Linked DNA regions of Mus musculus: region 2 is linked to region 1. A link is a contact called in public Hi-C data. All regions are on one chromosome and are shown on one strand. Each heading gives the region's core, a stretch centred on a gene start, on an enhancer-like site or on the middle of the called end of the contact. The rest is flanking DNA. Distances are from core to core; before and after follow the strand shown. Region 1 holds the start of 9330111N05Rik (RIKEN cDNA 9330111N05 gene). Region 2 overlaps Adgrv1 (adhesion G protein-coupled receptor V1).

Region 1 (6,737 bases), core at 1,443-3,942:
TGTTCCTTGTCATCAGTAACTGAAATATATTGCTTTCCATTTCTTAGTTCATCCATTTCTCACAGTTTTGTTCCCTCCCACCCTCCCTCTCTTCCTTCCTTCCTTCCTTCATTCCTTCCTTCCTGCCTCCCTCCCTCCCTCCCTTTCTTCCTTCCTCCCTTCCTTCCTTTTCAATGTCAGTTTAGGGTCTTTAACTTCCTATAAAAAAATCTGGCTGTCATGCCTGCATATAAGCTTGGAGAGTCACTCTAACCTCAAAGCTCTTCCCTGCAAGAAAAGCATTCCTTTTTTTTCTTTTTATATTTTATTTATATATTATTATTATTTTAGGGTCTTTGAGACAGGGTCCCACCACAGTGGTTTAAATCCCCCCTCCTCCCACCACACTCATCTTTCATCTCCACGCCCTTATTATGGCTCCCTACCTCCCCCTCCCCCTCAGGGTTTCTCTGTGTAACCCTGGCTGACCAGGAACTAGCTCTGTAGACTAGGCTAGCCTCAAAGTCAGGAATACACATGCCCTGCCTTCCGAATCGTGGGGTTAAAGGCTCACCCCCACCCAATTTAAATATTTAATTTTTTTTTTTTTTTTTTTTACAACTAGAAAAAAAGAGCATGCACGTCTTGGGACAGTCTCAACCTAGTAAAAAGCAAGAAAAGCATTCCTAATAGAAAGAAGGCTGTTCTATGGTGATGCGATGCACTGTTTCAAATGCACACTGGCATCAGGAGCAATAAGAATTCTAGGACCTTGGAAAACAATTGGCAACAGTTGGCACAGGTTCTAAAGGCCTAGTGTGATTGTCTTAAAACTCAGCTCAAAGGGGTCCCTGTCCCTCGACCTGTCTCTGGATTATCTCATTGATCAGCTACACTGAACAATGCAACACTTGCCATTGGCTCTCAACATAGCATTGCCACAATCACCAGTACAGTTGGAAAAATCCGAACAGGATGCTAGAGGGCTGAATGCCCAGGACACCATCATGGTTCTCTGTTACTATCAAACATGCCTCCAGCTTTTAGAATCCTTTATGAGAAAGGCAATTGCACAAAGACCAAAGATTGGCTTCCTTTAACACTGAACATCAAAACCGAGTTAAACTCTCTTTTTCCAAGGATACCTAATGTTTTACAATTCCACTAAGGCCACAATGATTTAACCTCAAAGTCGTGCAAAGGTTTGACACATCACTTGCAAGGCGTGTTTTTGTTTTATTTACTCATTCTTCCTGTGTCTCATTTAAAAATGTCATTTCTCAAATTGGGTGCGGATTATTAAAAAAATTAAACGTAAGCAAACAAAAAATAAAACCAAACAAAAGCAAAAAACAAACAAGCAGACAAAACCCACCCACACCCCCCCCTCCAAAAAAAATCAAACAAACAACAACAAATACAAGCCAGAGCAAGAGAAATCTCCTATCTGAGGAAATACATGGGACGAAAGCCTAAGCCCTGGAAACGGGGTCACGTGGGGCCACCCCCACCCCCCACCCCACCCCCGCTGCGGATCCTGGACGTCACCCGCTCTGGCCCGTGCGTGCGGCGGGTGAGTGGCCCCGGGGTCTCCGCGGCCGAGGCGCTGGGACGCCCTTCCTGACAGCCGGTCTCCCGGCACGTAGCGCTCGCCTGACTCAGCGCTGAGTCACCGCTCCCGCGGACTCCCGCTTCGCCCTGCACAGCCAGAGGCTGCCGGGCTCCGTGCACGCCGAGGCCGAGCCCTCAGTGCTGCAGACCGGTCTCTGCGCTTCCCGGAGCAGCGCAGGGTTTACAGCTTTTGAATCCCGACCAAGCCCAGCACTAACTTCCTGCGTTGTTTTCTTTGCCTTAAGGGCTGACTAGTCTAGGGATCAAATTCTTCCATCGAAGCTTGTTGGCGCAAATCCCGGCTTTGTCCTTGAACAGTGACTTTGAGATGATCTTCGTTTGGATTTTTTTAATACTTCCGCGGTTCCAAACTTCTGTCTTATTTATGCCCTCCGTTTCCTAAGGTTATCTTTTCAGTGTGTTTGGTAACTAATCTTGTCATAAAGCCACACTGCGGTGACGCAAGTCAGGTTGGAATCTGGCATGGTGTACAGGCAGTGACTTACTGTAAAATCCAGGGCCTTCATCGCGACATCCTATCTGTCATCTCAGGCACTGATTAGCTTCCTTGCCCTTGGAGAGGTCCCGGGGATTTAGAAGGCCTGTTGAAATCTGTCTTTATAGCGGCCATGTTTCTTGCTTCCTCCTCGGAGTTTAAAATGAAGAGAACGATAGATAAGCATTTCTGCAAACGTAGCTTGGACCACCTGTCCCAGAGCACAATTTTACTCCAAACTGCAGCTGCAGAATGTCCTGAATAAAACTAGAAACCGGCCACCTGCCAGTGAAACACGTGATCCGCAAAGCCTACCAGAGGATAGGAGGAAAGCAGTTTTCCTAGACTGAACACACAGACCACGTTGGTTCTGGTGTTCTTATTCATCTTTCTGTCTAAAATACTGGAAAGGTAAAATGCGGGGCGGCCACATAAAATATCAGCGTACTGTTATAGTGATAGCCATTTACATCGCTGTTGATATGGTAGAGATGGAACCGAAGGCCTGATGCTCTAATCAGACACTGCTACACAGCTATAGCCTCAGCAGGAAGTTGTTCCGACTTCCGATCCCTGGACATTTTCATTTCTCTGGGAAACTCTTCCAGCTTCATCTTTGCTAGCATTGGAGCAAACTCCCCAACAAGCCCTTGTTGGTCCAAGTAGAGTTCTTGGACCAGCAACCCAGCATCACAAAGTAGCTCATAAGAAGCACAGGCTCTCTGAGCTGCTGACGCAGCAAAGACGGAGGAGTGCTTGCCTAGTATGCTTGAAGACTGGAGTGGAGGAAGGGAGAACAGAAGTTCAAAATCATCCTCCGCTGCGTCCTTAGAGCCTAGAATCTCAGACTCCATCCAAAATTGGCATGTTTACGAGGTCTCTTTATATCGTGAACTTGGGAAGAACTGATCAGTGGGCTGGCAGAGGTAAGGAGAAGGCGTGGGGGAGGACAGCATCTTTCACTTTCCAGGACTTCGGTAAGAAGTGCCACACCTAGCACTGTACCTAAAATAGTAAAGGTGGACTATCTTAGTTAAGGGTTGACTGTTGTGAACAGACTCCATGACCAAGGCAACTCTTACAAGGTCAACCTTTAATTGGGGCTGGCTTACAGGTTCAGAGGTTCAGTCCATCATTATCAAGACAGGAGCATCACAGCGTCCAGGCAGGCATGGTGCAGGAAGAGGGAAGAGCTGAGAGTTCTATATTCCTTATCTGAATGCTGCTAGAAGACTAGCTCCCACATGGCTAGCAGAAGGGTCTCATTGTGCACCCCCACAGTGACACACTTCCTCCAACAAGGCCAACCTACTCCAGCATGGCCACATCTCCTGGTAGTGCCGCTCCCTGGGTCAAGCATATTCACTACCACATGGACTTACCCTCTTACAATCCTGGAGACTGTCCACCATGTTCTAGGTAGACCCCTCTGGGCTCCTTTCTACATCTCAGCAATGGCCATAGATCTCTGATTGTCCCTGGCATACAGTCTATGCTGCTTGGATCACATGGCATTTTTTTTCTGTGTTTGTCTCCACATTAACTCCCTACTAAGGTCATGTGCTCTCACTGGAGGCTCCAAGTTCCACACTGACAAATGCAAGTGCACACCATTTCTGGGATGGGTGTGGGGAAGTGATACAGATGGAAATAGCAGGGTACAAGAGATACGATGGATAATTGGGAAAAGGGGTGTGCTGTTATTAGGGAAGAGAAGGCACATAAACACAGAAGGAGAGAGTAAGATAACAGTAAGGATGCCTGAATCATACCATTAGCTACCTTAAAAGAACCCCAAAATACCAGTTAGTCTATGTATAATATCATATATAGTTTAAATAAAATTTCCTCATCTGGGCTGACAATGCTTTCTACCAGAACCAAAAATCACCTAAGAAAAACCCAACACCAGTAATGAGAGGCCTTCTTTTGAGTCATTGAATAGGGTTGTCCAAGAGACTTCCCCCACATACAGACTATCGCTCTTGTCCTTGTTGTTCCCCCAAAAATGGAAAACAATCTCTATTACTGAAGATAGCAGTTACTTCAGACAAAGGGATAAGAAAGTGACCTGAATGTGCCATTCCTGACAACTAGCTTTCATGGTGTTTCCAAAGGAGGGAGGCAACCAAAAGTTCTACCCAGCTATAATTTCTATAAGCAACAATGGTACACTAACCCTAAGGGTACAGTGGGGGAACATGAGCTTTGGCAGTAACCAACACCTCTCTAACTGGATTTAAGATTTGCTCAACTAGAGGGAAACTGGGGGCTTGGGACTAGAAACCTGTTTAACTCCTCGGGGCTAGTGAAATCATGAATTGGGAAAGAATCTATAATCACCACTTTTAGCAACCAGCATAATATTTAACTAAATTTTAAATATCTGTTTCGTACCCAACCATAAGTGTAGTCATCACCTCTCACCAGGAAACTTCTCTTTGCCACAGAGACCGTTACAGAAAACCATAGCCAATCAAAATGCAGAGCTGTGGGGCCCAGTCCCAGTGAATACATCTACAAAACACTTCCCCACTCAAGGAACACTGGAGAAGGTGAAAAGACTAAGAGCCAAAGGACTATAGGGTTTGCTGTGAAGTAATGTCTCCTACTAATGTCAGAAGCTACACCCATAACATCTGTCCCATTATGATCCTCTAAGATGAGCTGCACAAAGATGATAGCACTGAAATGCCATGGTGGATAGAGCCTCAACCCTGTGAAGAATTATAGTGAACTAAGGAGTGCTGAGAGTGGGAGAAGTAGCCTTCTCCAGGGAAGAACACACCAATTGGTTATCCAGTATCAAATCATCAGCCCTGAGAACCTACATACAAGTTATCATTATACAGTCAGAACAGAGGTACAGTTAGGAATATATGTACACACACACGCGCGCGCACACACACACACACACACACACACACACACACACCCCTCACAGGCCATATTATTAAAAGAGAGCAATGAGGGCAATATGGGAAATTTTGGAACGAGAAGGTAGAAATGATGTTGATATAATCACAAAATTAAAAGAAAAATGAAAAAGGATTGATTTAAAAACTGGTCATGGGGCTGGAGAGATGGCTCAGAGGTTAAGAGCACTGACTGCTCTTCAAGAGGTCCTGAGTTCAACTCCCAGCAACCACGTGGTGGTTCGCAACCATCTGTAATGGGATCTGATGCCCTCTTTTGGTGTGTCTGAAGAGAGCGACCGTGTACTAACATAAATAAGAGCTAAAAAGCATGCACCAGGACAACCTGGCTAAGACATTTAAAGCACACAAACAACAATGAACGGGTCGTGTCAGTGTGGTGGAGCATGCCTTGAATCCCAGCACTTGGAGGCAGAGATCGATGGATCTTGAATTTCCCACTCATCCAGGAGTACATAATGATACCCTGTCTAAAACTTAAAAATAAAAAAGTAAAGATACTGGCCAGATTACATGAGGTCCCTTTTTAAATAAACTCATATTAAATCAAACATATCTATAAATAATCTGCTTCCAAGTAAAGTTATATTCATAGCTAGCAAGAGGATTTGGATGCCATTGAGAGCCATGCAAGGTATCATGGCCTGTACATTTAATCCCAGTTACTTGGGTGGCAGGACGGTAGACATCTAAGGCCAGCCTGGACAAGAGGGGGTGATATTATACTCAGAAAAGGCAGATTTGGACATTTTACTTTTAATAAGTGAGAAGGCACAATGTAAAAATTGTCATTAAAAATAACCATTATTTTAAAATGTCAATCACATTTTGTAAAATAACTAACACATTATTCTCTTCTACTGGCTGTTATTTTATGGGTTTTAACCTGTCTCCTTCCAGCTAAACAGTGACTTCTCTTCAAGGCAACTTCTCTTGAAGCCTTTATAATGTACTGCACTGCTTATAATAAGAATTCCATAGCTACAAATAACAGTTATGGAGAATTACTGAACAAAATTCACAAAATTTAAATGGAATACAAGCCCAGGCTTAATTATGTCAGGAAGAATTAGTTTGACCATAAAAATATGATCTCTAGAATTAAAGTATAATTATAAGCCAAAAGAACTTGAGAATCTTTGTTCTTCTCCCCCTTCCTTATGTGTGTGTGTATGTGTGTGTGTGTGTGTGTATGTGTGTGTATATGTGCATATATGCAAGGCATATATATATATATATATATATATATATATATATATATATATATAGCTTAGGTAGGGCTAGCCAATAGGCTTGGCTGTTTATTGATCCATATATGCATATGTATAATAAACAACTTAGGTCTAAGGCAAGAAAATCAAGCAAGTGCTCACACTCCTTTCCTCTGAGAAACCTGTGGTCATTCTTGGCCATAACTTAATCTGTGTAGAACCATAGAGGCAATGCTCGTTTCCCACTCAGGCCACCCTTTAGCAGAGAAACACAGGATATTTTGTTTTATGTCCTGCATAGGTAAGTTTGGAGTCTCAAGAATGCAGAAGATAGTTGGAGCTGAATGATTTTAATAGCAGTACTCAAACACATTAACCAGATATTTTTTTTCTGTTTTGCCACCAAGACTACAGAGCAGCACCAATTACATATCACTTCCCTGTGTCCCAAACGCTGGAGCTGTGTTGGCAGGTCACACCTTTAGTCCCAGGACCTGTGAATAA
Region 2 (6,737 bases), core at 1,762-4,261, 370 kb after region 1:
CCAAACCAACTGTGTGTTGGACTCCTGAAGCCCGTTGCCTACATCAAAGCCTGCACTCTGATTGTTATGTTCCTGACAGCAGCAGATGTCACAGCTGTTATTGCACATCCTATGGACAGTCTGGCCTCCGTCTGAGCTATGGGAAGAAACTATAACCAGGAGCATTACTTCTATTTTAATCAACTTCCTGGGAGTACAAGAGGGAAAATCTAGGACACTGTTTATGATTTCAAAAGTTTATAAACATACAGAGATACAGGAAGGTGGGATAGTGGAAGTCAAAATAAATACTAAAAGGAAAAGGACAAGTTTGTAAAAAAAAAAAAAAAGTATATTAAAAACTTAAAGTTTGGGGCTGGTGAGATGGCTCAGTGGGTAAGAGCACCTAACTGTTCTTCCGAAGGTCCAGAGTTCAAATCCCAGCAACCACATGGTGGCTTACAACCATCTGTAATGAGATCTGACTCCCTCTTCTGGAGTATCTGAAGACAAGCTACAGTGTACTTACATATAATAAATAAATAAATCTTAAAAAAAAGAACCAACAACCTTGTTTAAAAAAAAACTTAAAGTTTAAAAGTCTTTAAGTATATAAATATATACTTAATAAAAGTATATAAATATATAATAAAACATATACTGATAAAAATTACCATAAGAAAAAAAAACTTTATTTTCTTTCCATGCAAACCAGTCAAGCAAGGTCTTGGTTTCCAAGAAACTAGGAAGGGAGGGATGCAGATCACACCCTTTAATGAATGTTGTGTAAGGCAATGTGAATGATCACGGGCTTAGCACGTGAGGTCTGAATGGGTCAGATCAGGAGGCATGGAGCTGCATCCTAATATTTGCAGAATACGAAAGGGTCCAAAAGCTACATGCCTGGTTGTCTGTTCAAAAGGGTCAGAGTTAGGCAATACATGAAAGAACAGCCCTAAGTTAAAAATAGAATTCTTATCCTTCTGCCTACCCCGTTTTCCTGAAGAACTTCACTTAAAATAGAGCTCTGTGGAGTTACAGCGCTCATAATGTTCTTTGTAAGGCATCCCATGCATGGGCACGCTGACCACTCTGTTAACACTTTCTGACTGGGTTCACTAGTAGGATGTCAGAAAGTATATTAATTGAACTCTATGGTTAACAAAAATTATGACCATTACAGACAAGATAGTGTTATTATTCATTAACTTTTGAGTTACCATGTTCAAAAACATAAAACAAAATTGTAATGGAAGTAATTGGAAACACTGGTAAAGCAATATTGTCACTGTAAAAGGGATTGAGTCACATTATAGCACTGGTAAGAAGGGGAATTTCTAAATCTTTAAAATTTAGAAATATTATTATTGTTATTAGGGATAGAAACAAAGATATGAAGTGTGTGTGTGTGTTTGTGTGTGTGTGTGTGTGTGTGTGTGTGTGTGTGTGTGTGTGTATGTGTGTTTGCCTTTTTCCTTAGCAACTAAAAGTGAATTCATTCACCCAAAATCATACTCAGTATGTTGAGGACGTATCTACCGGACCTGAGCTATTTACACAAGAAAGTTTGGTAGCTTGTGCCTTTAAGTGAAAGTCTAGTCATTAAATAAATAATATTTTTTCATCAGAATAGACTTCAGAAAACTCTAAATCCCTCTTGTCACTCACATACTGAAACCATCCACTGTTGGAATTACTTGTGCTCTCTAAACATTTTTAATTAGGGAACTACAAAATAACTATGGTCACTAAAATGTGTTTGATCATTTGGTCAAGTGCAGATATTGTTTGTGTAGATGATATAATACGTACATAGATGAATACATATGGTGAATGTAGACTTCTAAAGGTTGAATGTGAGACTGACATAACCTTTGCATATAAATGGGCAGTTTATAAGCAGAATATGACTCATGTGGGATCCTATGTCAAAGACGCTTGAACAAATCAATATCTAAGTGTCCTTGGCCTTCCTGGTTCTACTGCACCTCATTAGGATGTCATTGCCCTTTGCTCAGGCTGGGTTAGAAGAGTTGGTCCTGGCTGTAGAAGTATGAGCTGCCTCTCACAGTGACGCTCTGAGCAGTAGCTTCAACTCTAGGTTCTCGGTGGAGATGTTCATAAGGTCCATGTCTATTCTTTGAATGTTGTTTTAGATACAGCTAGAAACGTGACCTGCAAAGCTAAGCACACATAAATTGCAATTGCTCCAACATGCTCGACAAACAAATAAGGTGCTCCAGTCAAGCATGCCAGGTAATGGAATTCTCTCTCTTTTCGAAGCCTATGACCAAACTCAGCATGTGACCATCCGATATAAAGAGTAAGCTGGGTCAGCTCATAATTTAAATATTGATATTTTTAAATACATGTTCACTTCCTTTGCATTTAAATGAGAATTTTTTTTGGAAAAACTGAATACCTAGACTTTGTCATTATAATAATTTCTTTCCATTTTCCTAAGAGTCATCTTGTTTACTTTTGGATCCAAATTACTCACTTTGAGGATCACTGATCTAAAGAATAAAACACAAACTTGAACTTTTCCTGAAGGTCTTCTATCCCAATCCAGTTTGACCTCATTTCTTTTTCCCCCTCTTGTATTCTTACAGATATTTTCAGTATCCACAGTGAATCTGCTATATCAAGCAATCCAATTGACAGGACAGAACAGAATCTGGGCAGAAGACTTAAATCTTGTCTTATAGTTGGTAATATTAACAGTGCACTAACTCAGGACTAGATAGAGATTAATCCATACAGTAGGCCAGCAGCTGCTATAGAGTAATCCATGCTGTAGGGCAGCACTAGATACATAGCAATCTACACAGAAGGCCAGCACTAGATGCAGAATAATCCAAGTACATAACAAGCCAGGTAGCAGAAGTGAGGCCAGCAAGCCTGGAATCTTGGCTTGGAAGAAATGAGAATTTACAGATCCCAGGCATTCAGAGATCAAAGGCAGAGACGCTGCACAGACAAGGGGAGGGCCAGAGCACAGTGGAAGGCTTTGGGAATGGTCAAAGGCCAAGGAGTCCCGAATCAGGAGATGCACTTTAGCCCCGGGTTGGTGAAGGGACAAGGAAACAGATGGGAGGCCCAAGCAACAAAGCAATTCCATACTGCAGGGATCTTCTGTTACAGCCAGGAAGTTCCTTACATGTTTCCTACTGGACCCTTTCCCAGAGCTTAGCCAGTGTGACCTGTGACCCTGTGCAAAGCAGGAGACAGATAAGAGTGATTAGTGAACAAAATAAAGGGACAAGTGGGGACCAAGGGAATATTCCTTACTCTGGAAACCTAGACGCTGTCATAAATCACTGTGTTTCTGGAGATCCTGTCCTTTTCGGTATTAACATCCCCCTTGAATCCCTCTCCTTCTTTAGTCCTTCTGTAACAGTCTCAGTGAGTCATTGCCTGAATTTCCATAGCAGTTATTTTATCCTCTAAGCTTTTAAATGCAACCACCTACAGCATTAGTTTGTGTGTGTGTGTGTATGTGTGTGTGTGTGTGTTTAACATTTTCATGAGTCCCTTTCCTCAGGTTTCCATTGCCCAGAGATAAGAATTCATGTTATACACGCTAGCGATAAATGATTCTTAAATGTTCCCAGGAGTCCCCAGAATAACAGTAATTGTCTACTTAGACAAATGCACAAAATAGTACGTCTGTAATTAGCATAGTTATATGATATCACATAATTTACCTTAAATTATTAAGTTGGGTTCATTGCAGTGGAGTTCAAAGTAATGAATAAGAAAGACTTCTGACAAAAACTCAATAGGCACAGATCTCTTCCCTTATGTGAGATCTGAAGACTCAGAATAAAAAATATTGGACACTAGTCATTATAACATTGATTACTGTGTATCTGTGAAGTATCATGCCATTAGTTTATTAATATATTAGCAAATCCTATAAATACCTAAAATATTCCTATAATTACATACCTGGCAAACCCTGTGGAACATGTTAGATGAAGAGCCAGGTACAAGTAAATACAACTATAAATGTAAGTAAAACATCAACCGTGTCTTAAAGAACCCAGAGAATGCAAGACAATGCAGCCATACCTAATGAAATTTGGAGATGTCCAGCCATCTTAGCAAGAACACATGCACAACTGTTGACAGATTTGAGAAGAAGAGAAATTCAGGAGAGGAAGTAGGCTCACTATATCAAATGCCTTCTTCTGGAACTGATCCAGTTCCAGGAAATCTGACCCACTTCCACAAGAAAACACTAATCCTCTTATTGCCACGGTAGTGGGAATTGAACTCTGGTCCCTGTGAGTTACTGTCTCAGCCCAACCATAATCTTCTCATGATGGTGGAGTGCCTGTGAGCCAACTGTGTTCCATGAGATCTAATGTCATAAAGATATTCATTATCTCAGCATTGCCAAGCTCCCAGCAGAAGAGCTATAGTATGCGTGAAGGAAAATCAGTAAAGACAGAAAGAAGATGTAACTTCTGCCCAGGACTCTCCACAGAGCAAGTTCAGGGAAAAACACCTGGGGTGTGAGGCTGGACCAGGAGGAGGGACTAAAAACAGGAAGAAGGAGAGGCTGGAAGGCAGTGGAGGGACAAAGCATACATTGTATTAAGGAGCATATACTGTATTAGAAATCATCTTGGAGATATTGATGAGCCACGGCAAATTTTTAAAGAGCAAATTGGTACTCAGCCAGTCTCCCTAGTGAAGAATAGTTACTTAATAATTTAAGTAATTGCTTAACTTCAGACTGTTATTAGAAAAATATGTGCATCCAATATTAGTATTTATTCTGCTTTCAAAGTTAGCTATTTTAGTTTTTCAGAATCATTTAACCTGCTCTTTGAGAATTATATAAAATGCATCTGTTATTAAGGAGAAGATGACAGTGTCCCAGCTGAAAGCACTAGTGACCTGCCATATTTTGAAGTTACACTATCTCCTAGTTACTTTTACAGATGTGTTTTAACTTTTAAAACATTGTCTAGTGAGCTCATCTTTCTTGTCTTCTAAGATAGGGGTCTACAGACAGAATTCACCTGTTGCATCTCAGCCAGTCAAGATGTACAACTTCAGGGTACTGAAGAACATAAAAATCACTATGTCATTATTCAAACTATTCATGTCTTCCTGGCTCACGAATCTTTGAACTCGCCTTTTTGACATGAAAACAATGGAAAATAACTCTGATCTGCTGGCCCACTGGTTGAAGGTTCATTCTAATTTCTCACCCATAAAGTATACGTCACAAATGACCAATAGTTCGGGCACGGTCCAAACAAAATAGCATGATTCCAAAAATAATAGTTAATGTTTCTTCAGTAAAAGAGAACAAGATGGCTATGATTTAGCTTCTACAGGAGTAGAGAATCTCCATTTAAAGAAATATGTTGTGTTAACAAACTTCAATGTGTAGGATAAAACAAACATAAAGGTTTTGACTCTAGCTAAAGTCAATGCATGGCATAATTTCATGGAGTGAAATACTCCATTAGAGTAAAGTCCTCCAAATGAATACAGGAAGAATGTTCTTAAAAAAGAACAAAGATCAGGAGATGTACTTTAGCACATAATCCTGCATTGGGGAAAGGACCAGTCTCTCAGGATCTAATCGGATTTTTCCATTCTTAACTCAGTTAATCTTAGACACAAAGCAAATAAATCATTGGTGCTTTATTAAAGTCCATGGTGATACTCAAAGGAAATTAATTCCTGTTGCTAAACATGGCTCGTAAAACAATATTGAAGTCAACTAAATGAAAGTTCTACATTTATTACTCCAGCAGAATGTCAACGGTTTCTGAAACCAAAGGGTTTTTCCTCCTGTCCCACAGTTTCTAGCATAGAAATGGCTAAATAGCTATATGATCTGGGTGGCAGAATGACAAAGGTGGGCATCATCACAACAGAGACAGTGATAAAGCCAGTGTTCTAAAGAGGCCGGCACTTCAACACACAAAGCTGGCTGCTCTGCTGAGAAAAGGAAAGGGGATTTCAGTAATACTGTGTTGTTCCTTAAATATGAAATGAAAAGGAACTGGTTACTGGTGAAAGGTGATTAAATTCTTACCAAACACAGTGACTACACTGGAATAAAAAGGATAGTATCATTTAGAATATTTATTGAACACATAGCAGCCACTGATCTATAGGCACTAAATATCAATGACAGACACAGTTTGAACATAGAACAGAGACTCGTAGAAGAAGATATTACTACACCTGAGGCCATTGTATTTCTCTAACAAAGGCTCAGTGCAGTGTACTGAGGAGACAGTGTTCTGTCTGCTCTGGGCTAGGGAGGTTTTAGGACTTTCTTCCAACTGATTAAACTATGTGGAAATAGTCTGGTCTTTGGTCAATCAGAGAAGTTTAATGAAAGAACAAGGATTTCAACATCTGGTGGAAAGTTCACAAAACAGGTATAATCTGTAAGTTTCCATGAACAGATGAGAGAGAGAGAAAGAGAGAGAGAGAGAGAGGGAGAGTGATAGGAAGCAACATAAAAATAGGGCACTTATATAAAGTAGAGTTCTTAAAGGAGAAGTCATTTTGTAATTTGTATATCCAGGGGAAAAGAATCAAAGATTAAATGACTCAAAATTCAAGTCAGGATTGCTTTTCTTCTCCTGAGTTTGCCCACACATAGTTGATCCACTGGCAAATGCTGCCAGCTTTATGTTCAAGATATATTGCAAACCTTTTGTTCCACCTCAAATCTTGTGGTTAAAACCATCAATATCTTTTACCTAGACACCCGGAAA

Evidence for each region. Hi-C and Micro-C count contacts between places; a contact is called where the count stands out from the background.
Region 2: a Hi-C map of liver shows a contact between it and region 1, with 2.3 times the contacts expected there. The contact joins the enhancer-like site here to the promoter of 9330111N05Rik in region 1. A contact is called at or near these places in 1 of 39 promoter capture datasets (neutrophils), 3 of 484 Hi-C or Micro-C datasets (liver and nephron progenitors), 2 of 115 datasets of contacts at active chromatin or transcription factors (hepatocytes and stem cell-derived neural progenitor cells) and 1 of 9 other capture datasets (embryonic stem cells).

Annotation. Positions count from the first base shown.
Region 1 is chr13:80,961,382-80,968,118 of GRCm38.p6, forward strand. It overlaps 9330111N05Rik (RIKEN cDNA 9330111N05 gene), which reads left to right and starts at 2,693. Exons shown (of 2, transcript NR_015587.3): 1 at 2,693-3,012. It overlaps Gm4211 (a long non-coding RNA gene), which reads right to left and starts at 53. Exons shown (of 3, transcript XR_382678.2): 1 at 1-53.
Region 2 is chr13:81,329,135-81,335,871 of GRCm38.p6, forward strand. The region is part of intron 83 of Adgrv1 (adhesion G protein-coupled receptor V1); the gene reads right to left. Among named protein-coding and RNA genes, the nearest start is that of Gm32639, 230 kb to the left of the region's middle. Within about 2 kb of position 3,012, at least 20 of the 459 cell types and tissues checked have an H3K27ac peak or open chromatin away from gene starts, as enhancers often do. A contact at or near this core is called in hepatocytes and liver, where this site is marked.